Linked DNA regions of Mus musculus: region 2 is linked to region 1. Evidence: chromatin contacts called from public HiChIP or PLAC-seq data. All regions are on one chromosome and are shown on one strand. Each heading gives the region's core, a stretch centred on a gene start, on an enhancer-like site or on the middle of the called end of the contact. The rest is flanking DNA. Distances are from core to core; before and after follow the strand shown. Region 1 has its middle 28 kb from the start of Gm24221. Region 2 has its middle 17 kb from the start of Cst3.

Evidence for each region. HiChIP or PLAC-seq counts read pairs in DNA pulled down with a chosen protein or histone mark.
Region 2: an H3K27ac HiChIP or PLAC-seq map of extraembryonic endoderm stem cells shows a contact between it and region 1, with 6 times the contacts expected there. The contact joins two enhancer-like sites. A contact is called at or near these places in 1 of 39 promoter capture datasets (the C10 cell line), 3 of 15 datasets of contacts at CTCF or cohesin (large pre-B cells, pro-B cells and stem cell-derived epiblast-like cells), 12 of 484 Hi-C or Micro-C datasets (the C10 cell line, the G1E-ER4 cell line, the HPC-7 cell line and 7 more) and 2 of 115 datasets of contacts at active chromatin or transcription factors (extraembryonic endoderm stem cells and trophoblast stem cells).

What each region holds. Positions count from the first base shown.
Region 1 is chr2:148,120,471-148,126,724 of GRCm38.p6, reverse strand. No RefSeq gene overlaps it. Among named protein-coding and RNA genes, the nearest start is that of Gm24221, 28 kb to the left of the region's middle. Within about 2 kb of position 2,139, at least 11 of the 459 cell types and tissues checked have an H3K27ac peak or open chromatin away from gene starts, as enhancers often do. A contact at or near this core is called in extraembryonic endoderm stem cells, where this site is marked.
Region 2 is chr2:148,889,638-148,896,035 of GRCm38.p6, reverse strand. No RefSeq gene overlaps it. Among named protein-coding and RNA genes, the nearest start is that of Cst3, 17 kb to the right of the region's middle. Within about 2 kb of position 4,310, at least 79 of the 459 cell types and tissues checked have an H3K27ac peak or open chromatin away from gene starts, as enhancers often do. A contact at or near this core is called in extraembryonic endoderm stem cells, where this site is marked.

The DNA of each region.
Region 1 (6,254 bases), core at 890-3,389:
TAGTTCATTTAATGGGATTTTCTGATGCACAGCAGGTATCATATCATCTGGGCTATGAGACTGTGAACTTATTCCTAAGAACCTTGTGTCAGAGTTACTCTCATCATCATGTGGCTGTTTGCGTGTGTGTGTGTGTGTGTGTGTGTGTGTGTGTGTGTTCGCGCTTATGTGTGCTCTGGGTACTGGGGTGGGGCAGACCAGGTGAGAACTCCAGATGCATAGATCTTACCCATGAGGCATAGAGCAGGAACATTTAGTTATCTATCGGCATGAAGTCAAGAAGGAAGAGAATGTTACCTTGTGTCCCAGACTTGCAGACATCACCTATTTCTATCAACCATCAGAGACACACTGAGCAGAGTGGCTGGCTTCTATACTGATCAATGGAAATCACAGGGGCAATAATATAGAATACAGTGTTCTAGTGGCACGACCCCATCTCAGAGCACTGCCTAGGAAAGAGACTGCCCCACTCCATAGTCCAAGGGATAAAAGTAAGGCACATTATTAGTAATCCATCACTTTTATTAGATGATGAGGGCAAAGAGCTGCCACTGTAATGAGAAGAAAACATCTAAGGTGTCTTTGTTCAAAGAAAAGTGCACACTGTCTTCACTGGTCGTAGCCCTGACACTTTGGCATGGCAATTTTTCTTTGTATTTCCTTTATTATTTTAATAGGTACATATGAATTATACAATTTATGCTATGGGGTTAGATTCAGGTAATTAGGATCCCACTGTCTCGACCAGCTGTCACTTGTGCTGCAAATATTCAAAATCCTTTCTCCCAGCTCTTCTGAACTAGTAAGGTGTGGGTAGAACTTTGCTGTAGAATACACTAAAACTTCTTCCTCCTATCTAACTGGATTTTACACCCAAGTCACTGAGTTTTTCAACTCTTCCTTCCTTCCTTGCCTCTGATAACCATTATTCCACTCTACTTCTCTGGATTCAGTTTTATTTATCTGCCACAAATAAATGAGAACATGAAGTATTTCTCTTTCTATGTTCAGCTTACTTCGTTAATATAATGTTCTCTGACTATCCCACAACACTGCAAAGAAAATATGCTTACCATTGGGGAAATGCACGCAGAGCCACAACTAACAATCTCAACTGATGGTGATAGCTATAGTCACAAAGACAAAAATATCAAATGCTAGAGAAAACATGGTGGCGAGCAGCTTCCATACACTGTTGGCAGAGTACAGATTGGAACAATAGTTTTTTTTTTAATTTTTTTTAATTAGGTATTTAGCTCATTTACATTTCCAATGCTATACCAAAAGTCCCCCATACCCACCCACCCCCACTCCCCTACCCACCCACTCCCCCTTTTTGGCCCTGGTGTTCCCCTGTTCTGGGGCATATAAAGTTTGCGTGTCCAATGGGCCTCTCTTTCCAGTGATGGCCGACTAGGCCATCTTTTGATACATATGCAGCTAGAGTCAAGAGCTCCGGGGTACTGGTTAGTTCATAATGTTGATCCACCTATAGGGTTGCAGATTCCTTTAGCTCTTTGGGTACTTTCTCTAGCTCCTCCATTGGGAGCCCTGTGATCCATCCATTAGCTGACTGTGAGCATCCACTTCTGTGTTTGCTAGGCCCCGGCATAGTCTCACAAGAGACAGCTACATCTGGGTTGGAACAATAGTTTTAATGAAATGGCCCATGGTACAAATTCATTGGAATGTCCTTCTCTTTTTCCACACCCTGATGTTTTTAATCTAGGTCAAATCAGATTAAAACAGCTAGACATCTCAGGAAGGGCATTGTACAGACAAGACAATTGATTAAACGGTATCTGTTAAAAGATTTGCCGAGTATTTGTAAGTGCTGTAACTGTTCTAGGGACTCAGTGACATCAGTGAACAAAGCAAGGGATGGGCCACAACATACCTACATCCTGGAATTGGAAGCCAGTAAGCAGAATCTAAGATCAGGCCATCATCCCAACAATGAGGTTGTGGGACAGAGAAAAGACAGAGCTGGAGAGAGAGGGTATGGCAGAATTAATTAAAGGATGTGCTGGGATGTTTCCCTGAGAAGATGAGCCATGGCTTAAGGGAAGTGCATGAGCAAGTGTAGAGAAAGAATGTGTAAGCCTGGCATCACAGAGGCCACTGTGGACAAAAGTGGGTAGAAGGGAGAGTCACAGATGCTGACACTGAAGACCCAGATCAGACAGGTTTGAAAGGCATTGCAGGAATTTCTCTTCATTCAGAATTAATCAGAAGCAGGAGAGGCTGTAAGTACTGGCCTGACAGCAAGTGATTAAGATTTTTAAAGAGATCACTTATCCTGATGTCCTATTAATAATAGACTATAGATGGACAGGTATAAAAGCCTGGAAAACTACTCAATTGTGGTGTTTGGAGAAAATAAAAGGAGAGATGAAACTGGTTCTGCTCTTAGCATCCTGGGATGACAAACAATCTGGTCCAGGCAGAGTATGTATGGCATATAAGAGGACAAGCCAAGACCTGAGCTATTAAGATGATGGAGTTCTATCTGGGCAATACAGAGGAGCTGGACCTCATGGTGAAGACATGGGTGAGCCAGCCCTGAGGATATAAGAGAGAGAGAGCTGGCCCAGCTCCTTACTACATGCAGTACTTGGAGAATAGGCCCTGGGTACTTCAACTGGGAAGCAAGGAGGAGCTGGCTCTGGATGCACAGGTGAGATGGCCTTGCCTCCTGATGATGTCTGCTTTGGGTGGGTTAGCCAGAGCAGTGCTGAAGAGCTCACCCTAGTGGTGCACAAAAGGGGAAGCAACGAGATAACTGGGAGGAGACCCAGTGAGAATCCAATATTGATGGTGTGGCAGAAGCCAGAGGCCTTGAACAATGAACATTGGCAAGTGAAGATGTGTGGATAGAACGCTATACTATGGGATGCACTGCAACACACTACAGCTCCCACAATGAGACGTTTTGGTTTGTTTATTGATTGAGTGTTTATTTTCTTCTGGGGAGGGGGGGGGTGAGGTTGCAAGGGCAGAGGGCAGATACAGGGGGAGAGAGATGAGTGAAACTAGCTAGGGTGCATGATGTGAAACTCACAAGGAATCAATAAAAAGTTATGGGGAAAGATGATGGAGTTCACACTAACCAGTGTAGAGAAGGTTCACTAGGTCCAGCCTAAAAAACAAGAATTCTTCATCAGCTATGACCCTGAGACATACTTAAACATCCTAGTCTTATTTTTCTAGAATGATTTACTTTTTTTTTCCCAGAATGATTTTCAAGGCAATCATGAGAGATTAGGAGAGGAGTTGGGCTAAATATATAAACACAGGGTGTAGTCAGGCCTGGTCGCTCCTGCACTTGGGAGGGTGAAGCAGGAGAATGGTTACCAGTCTAAGACAAGCCCGAGCTACATACAGAGTGGGGTCCTGTCTCAAAAACAGAAAGATAATAGCAATAAAAAAGCATGAATGTCTAAGGATATTGATGTTATTTCAAGTCACAAAAGAAGATAGGATTATTTCTTAATGAAAGAAAAGACCAGGGGTGGGGTGGGGTAGAAAAAGAGAGGGACAGCTAAGTTAGAGAGGGTTCATCAATAACCCTGAAGAAACAAGAGTACCACAGTCCCTGCTGTGGCTCATTTGGAAACATTATACCGAGAGCTAATGGAACATATTAGAAACGAGAAGCAGTGACGTGTGCTTGCAATGGGGCCTGCTTTTTCTCCCAGGCTTGTCCCGACTCTGTCTTTTCTCTCCCGGTTGTTAGTGTCATCACACACTCACCCCAGCTTCAGAGGACTCTAAGAAGAGTCAGGGTGATGGCATCTAACCCCTGAACCATGCACAGCGAGGAGACCCGGGGCTTTTGCCTATAGGGACTAAGGGTCTGGAGGAAATCACAGGTTGACAGTTTTCTGTCTTCCTCCAAACAAGCAGCTGCCTAAACCCCAAGGCATTCTCATTAGCACCAGGACAATAGCCAAGGTCGCCTACCACCTTAACAACATCTGGGCTCCACTGCCTGGTCACGTGGATAGGGAAGTGAGCCGCCAACCAGCTATTTCCGCCTTAGTCCTGTCCCGACCCTCCTGATGGCCCCAGTGAAAAGCATCTTGTCTGACCTGAGCTGTGGCTCACCAGCCCAGTGACTAGTGGTCATGTAAGAAGGGTGAGGCCCTGGCAAACAGATCTGCTCGCTCTCTCTCTCTCTCTCTCTCTCTCTCTCTCTCTCTCTCTCTCTCTCTCTCTGTGTGTGTGTGTGTGTGTGTGTGTGTGTGTGTATGTGTGTGTGTGTGTGTGTGTGTGTGTGTGTGTGTGTGTGTGTGTGTGTGTGTGTGTGTGGTCTGACTGGTGTGGCACGGGAAGGATGTGCCCAGTTGCAGACTGAATTTCCAAACGGTGTCTTCTGCTGCCCTCTGCTGCAAATTATGCTTCATTGAAGTTGGCTCTCGGGCGTGATTTCTCGTTTACCTTCTTTAAGGCATTTGGATAGTTTTGTATTAGCATGGATGCACGAGTTGACAATACTTTATACTGAGAATGTCCTTGTGATACCCCCCAGAGTCAGGACTTGTTTTTCCTGTCAGTGCTGGAAAGACTTGTAGCAGTAGTATTATTGATTGATGGGATTTGTAGGAAGCCCTTGTTGATTATCTCAGAGTCTGTGCACACACTGATCCAGAGCACATGAAGATGGAAGTGGTGAGTATGTATTCCCCTAAGCAGGAACATGTGAGTGTCAGTCTGAACTCTGGCTTCTCCAGGGCCTTCCAGCTCTTTGTCCAGTCACAGCTCTGATCATCTGAACACCAAGAGATGGAAGTTTGGGTGCTTGTGGTCTTGTATGAAAGCAGTCGTGACCCCCTAAGGCTATATAAGCAGTTGCTAAAGTGAGCCCCCTAGCCCCATCCTCACCAATCCACCAGGTGGCTTCTATAGACATTCTTTGCCTGGATTTACAGGAACTGCCAAGGGTCTGGCTGTCTGAACTAAATGTCAAGACTCTACCTCTTCACAGTGGTACACAGTAAGTCTGTATGAAACACCTGCCACTGTGGAAGATGAGGGTCAAGACAACATTCAATAAAGATGCCAGCTCCCCCAAACCCCAGGCTCTTGTTCTCATTCTTTGCCAGTTGTGCAACACACAGCTCTCAGACAGCATGGGAATAACTTATTTTAATCACTGTCCCAAATAGGGAAGTGTTCCTCCATCCACAGCACTTGGTAGGGACAATCTGAAGATTGTCTCCTCTTCTTGCCCATGTCTCTTCTGTGCTAGCTTTCCACTGTAGTTAGCACTTATGAAACTCGGTGCACATCTGTCCCTCCTAGGAAGACCATCCATAAAGTTCTTGTCCACTTTATGGTTCAGCAGCAGCACGAAGAGCAATGGTGAGAGAGAAGGGAACATTGCCAAGATGCGACTTGGGTGCTGAACTCTGAAGCCTCCAAAACTGAGAGCACGGATAGTGAAGCAAATGGTGTTTTCCTGACACACAGAAAGTATTAATTAGATCCAGCAATTTCCCAGCTAAGTGCTGAAAGGGTCCCTGGTAATTAAAAAAGCTAATCAGATTTTCAAAGGGCACTCATACCATGTAAACATAAGGGGATTATACTTGCTGTTCTCAGTATGTCATTTTAAGCTGTTAGGGGTGAGGTGCTCTGGCTGTTTAATCTTCTAGTCAAGGCAACACAAGCCTATTGACTGCCCACCCTTAGGAGGGATAGAGGAACCCAAAACTGCCACTAAGGTCTCTCAAGCTTTGATAGTGCACAGAACAAATTGAACGTGTACACATGTACACATCAGTCCTACTGTTCAGAAAGCTATATAGCTCTTCTTGTTTGTTTGTTTGTTTGTTTGTTTGTTTTGCTTAAGTCACTCCAATCATCACTAAGTCCGTATTATTTTATTTTTAATCTCCACTCCCTATCAGTGTTTGCAAAGCACATGAGCCCAGCAGTTGCTGCTACCTCCAGAACAATTCTGCCTTTCTCAGACTTTCATGTTAAGTGGTTTCCATTGAGGTTTGGCCAGTGAGAACATATGACAAAAGACAGAGATGTAGTCACCAAGCTGGTCATAATGGGTCACAGTTACAATTTCAGTACTTGGAAGGCTGGAGCAGAATGATCACCTCAAGGCCGCCCTAAGCTACATAGTGAAACCTCATTTCCAAAATGAAAGAATAAACATAAAAGGAAAAAGGAAAGAAAGAACTGAGCAGAAGGAGAAGCTGGGGTATGTCTCTGCCCCCTCACTTCTTATGGTGTTC
Region 2 (6,398 bases), core at 3,061-5,560, 770 kb before region 1:
TCAGCAACAGAATGTATGCCTTCCTATTACAAAACCCAAAACATGGCTAGTAGAACTCACTGAGAAAAAAGGTATTGATCCTAAAAGGCTCTTTCTAGGATTCAGTGTCATACTAGTAATAAAACCAAAGGTCAAATCCGGCAGAGTGCTTTTCCTCACACCCTAGTGAGAATGATTTTTGTGGTTTGGTTTGGTTTTGTGTGTAAGTGCTTTGCCTACATGTATGTCTGTGTACTGTGTATATGCCTGGTGCCCAGAGACGTCAGTAGAGAGTGTCAAATCCCTGGAACTAGAATTACATATGTTCTGGGAACTGAATCCAAGTCCTCTGCAAGATTAGCAAGTGCTTTTAACCACAGAGCCATCTCTCCATCCCCAGCCTCAACCTCAGCCCCAGCCCCAGCCCCAGCCCCAGCCCCAGCCCCAGCCCCAGCCCCAGCCCCAGCCCCAGCCCCAGCCCCAACCTCAGCCCCATCCCCAAGAATGATTTTTAACTTTTCTCCATTACTACAAACTGGGAATCTTTCTAGTATGTCACAACTTTCTTTCCTAATGTAACCACAGTGGCAGTACACATTGTCCTCATTTGATACCAGTCTTCTGAAAATCCTGAAACAAGTGACAGTGCCAGTTCAAACACAGTTCTGGGTTCCAGTGGACCTGGTCGTTGCAGGGTGTGTCCACAGCTTGTTTTCCAAAGATCCATTTGTTTCTGCTGCCCTTCACTGAATGTGAGGAACTGTGGGTGTGTCATCCACAGCTCACCTGTGTGCAGAAGCATCTTAGATATAACATGTAGGAAGGGAATCAGAGAGAAGGCAAACAGCTTACTGCAAAGGTGTTGTCTTGGGAGAAATGTACACTGGAATGTTGGGAACAGGAGGCATGGGTGTCACAGGGTTAGGTAAAGTTTTAGGTGATTCTAGGGTATCTGAAGCTGGACTGTCCCATCCAAACTGACAGTCACTGACTAAGGTCCATCTTGAAGGAGACCTGGGCTTACCTCCGGGAAAGAAGCTCCTCTTGTCGCAGACCAAGGCCTCTGGAAAGGGTTAGAGTATTCTGGGCCCAGATGCACAGCCTAGTGAGCAGCAGCAACTTGCTCTGATGGAAAGAGTGCCCCTGATGACACTAGATGGGAAACTGGCTGTTCACAAAACACCCAAACAGGGAACCTAAGTGTCACTGAGGCTACTAACTCCTGAGCCTCATTGCCCTGCCCTGAGACCTGAGAGAACTCCCTGGGAACAGTATGATGAGCAGAACATTGAAGAAAATACTGACACCAGCCTTGATCAGCACACACTTGGCTGACAACATGCAGTGCTATTGTATTTCCTCAAGTTTTCACCAGCATCTTCCCTAGGGCCTCCACCTTGAGTTCAGAGATAATACCCGTGGAGCAATACTTCGTTGCCCATGCAGGAATGTCTTTTGAATCATTTATTTTCTTGTGGAGGCGTTCTGATCCATTCTTTTTCTTCACAAGCATATCTATCCATATCAAGAGACTTGGTGGACTTCACCCAAGGTCATAAGCACACAATCACACATTGGCAATGATCCCATTAATTGTTCACTGCTACTATATATTGCTAGTCTGATCTTTCTTATCCTTTCCTTGGAGGACCAGTGTTTGGGAAAATGGAGTAAAATTGGAAAAGAAAGTGAATTCAGAGAAATAAAAACACAAAAAGAGGTACTGTTGCCACATTTAGAGTTTACAGAAGGGAGGCTGAGAAGCGCTCAAAGTTCCATTTCAGTCTCACAGTTTGCAATTAACAAACAACATGAGGTAAAAATAAAACTGTAAACGAGAAACTCTCTCTATCTAGCCACACCTACACCTCTTACTAGGCTCCCAATTTTCATCATTTAAACTCTAATAATGCCATAAAGATGTTGGGTACATAACTATATAGAACACCCAGACTCCTCACAGTTCTGATCCTTCAAGGCCAAATCCAGTTGTAACCTTCTCCTCCCTTGTATTGCTGTAGTTCTGTGATCCTAACTGCCCCAAGTCTTCCCTGCACCTGGGTCCAATTAAAAAGCACCAGGGTACATGATGCCCCTACCCATCTAGTTCCTAACAGATATAAATCTCAAACCTTCACTCAAATAAAGCAAATTTGTGTTGGGATTTTTTTTTCAGCTATGTGATAATAATGACAATATCAACAGAGCTTTCCAAGTTTCCACGTGAGTTCAGGTGTGGAGACAGATTCCAAGGAACTGGGGTAGACAGGATATATGGAAGAGGCCAAGTAAAAATGTCATACCTCCCTAGTAGAGGCTCAGGCTAGCTGAATTTGTGTAAGGACATGTCAGTATGTGTGTACAAACTCTATGTGGCTTTCTCTCTGTGCCAAGCTATCATTTTCTTTTTTTTCTTTTTTTTAATTAGGTATTTTCTTCATTTACATTTCCAATGCTATCCCAAAAGTCCCCCAACATTCCCCTACCCACCCACTCCCACTTCTTGGCCCTGGCGTTCCCCTGTGCTGAGGCATATAAAGTTTGCAAGACCAAGAGGCCTCTCTTCCCAATGATGGCCAACTAGGCCATATTCTGCTACAGCATTTTCTAAAGTTTTAATTAAACCAGGGTTTGTGGAGATTTAATTTTTTCCTTTCAAAGCCTCATCAAGCAAAGGAAGAGTTCTATGTTACTTTGCAGCATTAGAGGTGTTGATGGCTTTTCATTTTCACATGAGTCACTTCCATAAGAAAGTTTCATTATCACTCAAGTTCCAACCAAAGGTGATGCTCATGGGCATCAAGCAAATATGGTCATATTTGGCCAAAGGTCATTTGCTCCACTGATGCAATCTGAACTTCTACATAAGTAGCTGGAAAGGGAATGTACAGGATGAGTGTCCATGTAACATCTCCCTTTTCATTTACATTGAGGCACCTATTTGTAAAGGTCAGTGTCTGATTACAGAGGCTATTACATAGTTTTTTGTATAATTTTAAAAATGTGACGTGTGTAACTTTAATCCTTTGTTACAAAAACTAATTAACACTGGCCTAAGTGCTGATTTGAAATGCTATTTTGTAAGGTTTGGATGTAAATAAGAGAGGTTGGCTGTTTGTATATGTGTGAGACATAGCTTCTTCCACTGCTGTTTGTTTTTAACTTGAGGTACTTCCTGTGTGCTTTTATATTAGAGTTGTTCCTCCCTCATTTCTCCCCCAACATCTGTCACCCTTGTGTTAAATAAACTGTCCTTTAGATAACACACACACACAAAGAGAGAGAGACAGACAGACAGAGAGAGACAGAGACAGAGAGAGACAGAGACAGAGACGGAACATTTCAGTAAACCAACTTAACATCAGTATGCCAAGTACTGTCTGCAAATAAAATCCTGATGAATGATCGAGAGACCTAAGACCTATCTGGGAGGGTTCTCTTTCTTTTAGGAGAAAAAGAACACTGTAGCTTGTAAAAGGCATGAACTCTGGTCTACTCTAGCTCTGGTTGTTACTGTCTGGGACTTAGTGTGTCCCATCTGTAGCAGACACAATAACCAATGGTAAGTTAGACTTGCTTGTGAATATATTTATTAGACTGCCGAGCATTCTAGTGAATCCCTAGTGAACCAAACCATTCACTAGACATCACACAGCAAATGGGACAGAGCTGCTTTCTGCTTATTATTTGTGATGACTGTAATGATATTTTACTGAAAATTACTAAAAATTCCAGAAGCTTCTTAGTCAGTGGAGAAAGTCAAAAGAGTGACCAGGATTGACTACAATGGAATTTTCTTAAGGTAGAGAAGTACGCAGAACAATGTCTACGGGGAACTAAACCTAAGGCGAGTTGATTTTTAAGACAAAGGATTCTAGTGAACTGCAATGAGAAACCCCCAGGGGAGTCTTGTATGGCCTGGTCTGGGAACAGAGTACAAGATAAGGATCAGGCAGCCAGGGATGGCCAATTTCAGCCCTTGTACTATGGCTGGTTGCTCTGCCAGTTTTTTACAGTGGAGCACAGATGGTCACCATGGTGGGGACAGCAAACAAGCCTCCTAAAATCATGGACATGGTATCCCTCCGTGTTTTGGACTATCCTCGTCTCTTTGTTTTATACGTCTAGACCTTAGATCCAAAGTCAGGACCTCTCACTGACAGCAAGACAAGTCAAACCTTAAGAGAAGCAGTTAGAGAAGGTAAAAACCAAACACAAAAAGAAAGTAGAAGGATTTTTCAAAAAGGACGACAGTTCAGAAGGGACAGAGAGCTCTCTAAAAGTAAACAACAAAACTATAGATAACAAGTATAGAGATAAAACTAAACAATTAGACTTGGCTAATGATCTATGTGATTGAGATTGCTTCATTGGAATGTTAGTAAAATATTTACAGGGCTACTCTGAACTAGCTAGTTTTCCCATGCTATATTGTTCCAAATGATACCAGGATTGCTGCATGGCAAATAACTGTAGTCTTCCGAATTGTCATTACTGACCAGTTTTGATGCATTGTTTTTGGGCTATCTTAATGACATGCAGGGATGTCCTGTATACAGTAGAGTAGCTTGTTAAAAGTACCAGTTACAGCCAAGGAAATGCATGTTTGGTACAAAGGACTCAATCCAGCCGAAGGCTCTTCTCACTGACCTTTAACAAAAACTAAACACCACCAACAAAAAAGTTAGAAAACAAAGAAACCAATAATCTTCCACAGGAAGCCTGCCAAACCTCTAAGGCAGGGATATAGTGCTTCCTGGTTTTGTGAGCCCTTGCTGCCATAGTTGTGGCACAGAGTAGTCCAGCAGCCAGCAGTATCAGAGTCAGCATCAGAAACCCAGATGCTATATCAGTACCACCTCAGAACTTAATTGTGGTAACTCCCCAGTTCAGATGATGTTTCCAGACTTGCATAGGGCTCTAGGTAAAGATGAGGATAGGGAACAGAGACTGGGAAGTGTCAGCAAGGAAGGGTAAAGGTGGGTTACACCGAGGATGCAAATACAGTTGGATACCAAGGATAGAATCTTATGTTCTACAGCATAATAGTGTGACTACATTTAAACACATATGTCTATATATGTGGATGGATAGATATGGATAGATGGATAATTGGTTAGATAGTTAGGTGATAGATGCATATATATAAACAAAATGTGATGTATACATTTATATATCACATTTTAAATGATATAGAAAAGCTTAAGCTTCCAAAAGCTTGCAAATATGTCACATTCAACACAATAACTAAAGATATAGAAAAGCCAATTACCATGATCTGATTACCATATATTACATACAAATATAAAATTATGGCACTACACACAGTTAATATGCTACATTGTGTCTTCTGGAAAAGCACTGGGTGAGGAACTGGTCCAGTCTCAGTTCAGCCCTGTGTGGCCAGAACCAAAAAAAGAAGAGTGCTAGACTTCTGCCAGTAGTGGGGAGAGGGAAGTTTGGCCCTTTTTCTAGTTCTAGGGGAAGAAGGGAATGACACTGGATAGAAACTATGATAAATCAACAGAAAAAGGGCAGCAGTGTGGGAATTCTCCCTCCTCGGTCCATGTTAACTAGAGAGGATGTACAGAGCCTGGAGGGATATGAAAAGCTTACTTCTACTAGCGTGGGATTAGAAGCAGAAGACAAACAAAACCTGTGTCCTATGCCACTGTAAGAAAGCTGGACATGCAGCCAGTTCCTGATGGATTCCTGGACCAGTTCTCAGTCCAGCTTCTGCAACCCTGGGAAGGCCACTTATGACAATTATAGATGCGGCTGCTTCTATGTTTAGCCAAGAAGCAAAGCCAATTAGTCTGGGATTGCTGCCCCTTCTTAATACAAGAGAGCTGGCTGACAGTGATGTCCTTTATTCTACCCTCTCTTGTTCCTCAGAGGAAAAATTAAGATTCAGAAAGAGACAAAGCTTTCATTCATCCTGGCCAGTTAATTAGGACTCAGTCTGACCAAGTGTTAAGAATTCAGAATGCTTAAGCAGCTTTCGAAAGTCTCCCGAGTCTTCTCCAATGAGCCAGGGAGTGTTTTCAGATGCGGCTTGAATGTTTTGTTTTAATACACTCTGTCAGATACAATCTCTATTCCCACTATACATCATCTGGTCAAATGTGTTTCTTGTTTCTTATTCTTGGAAGTGAAATTAATAATGGAAAGCAGAAAAAGATTTTTTTCAGTTTGGACACAGTGGGAGAGGGACAAAGAGATCCATTGACCACCACTCCCTATCCCCACCCCTGCACACACACACACACACACACACACACACACACATCTTCAAGATCCAGAAGTGAGATTAAAATTTAAATAGAGGGCCAAGGATATGTATATCTAAGCAGTCCTAATCTAGGTATGGTCTGCCCACCATTGATCTATTCCAGTCTAGACTTCAGTCTCATCCTGGA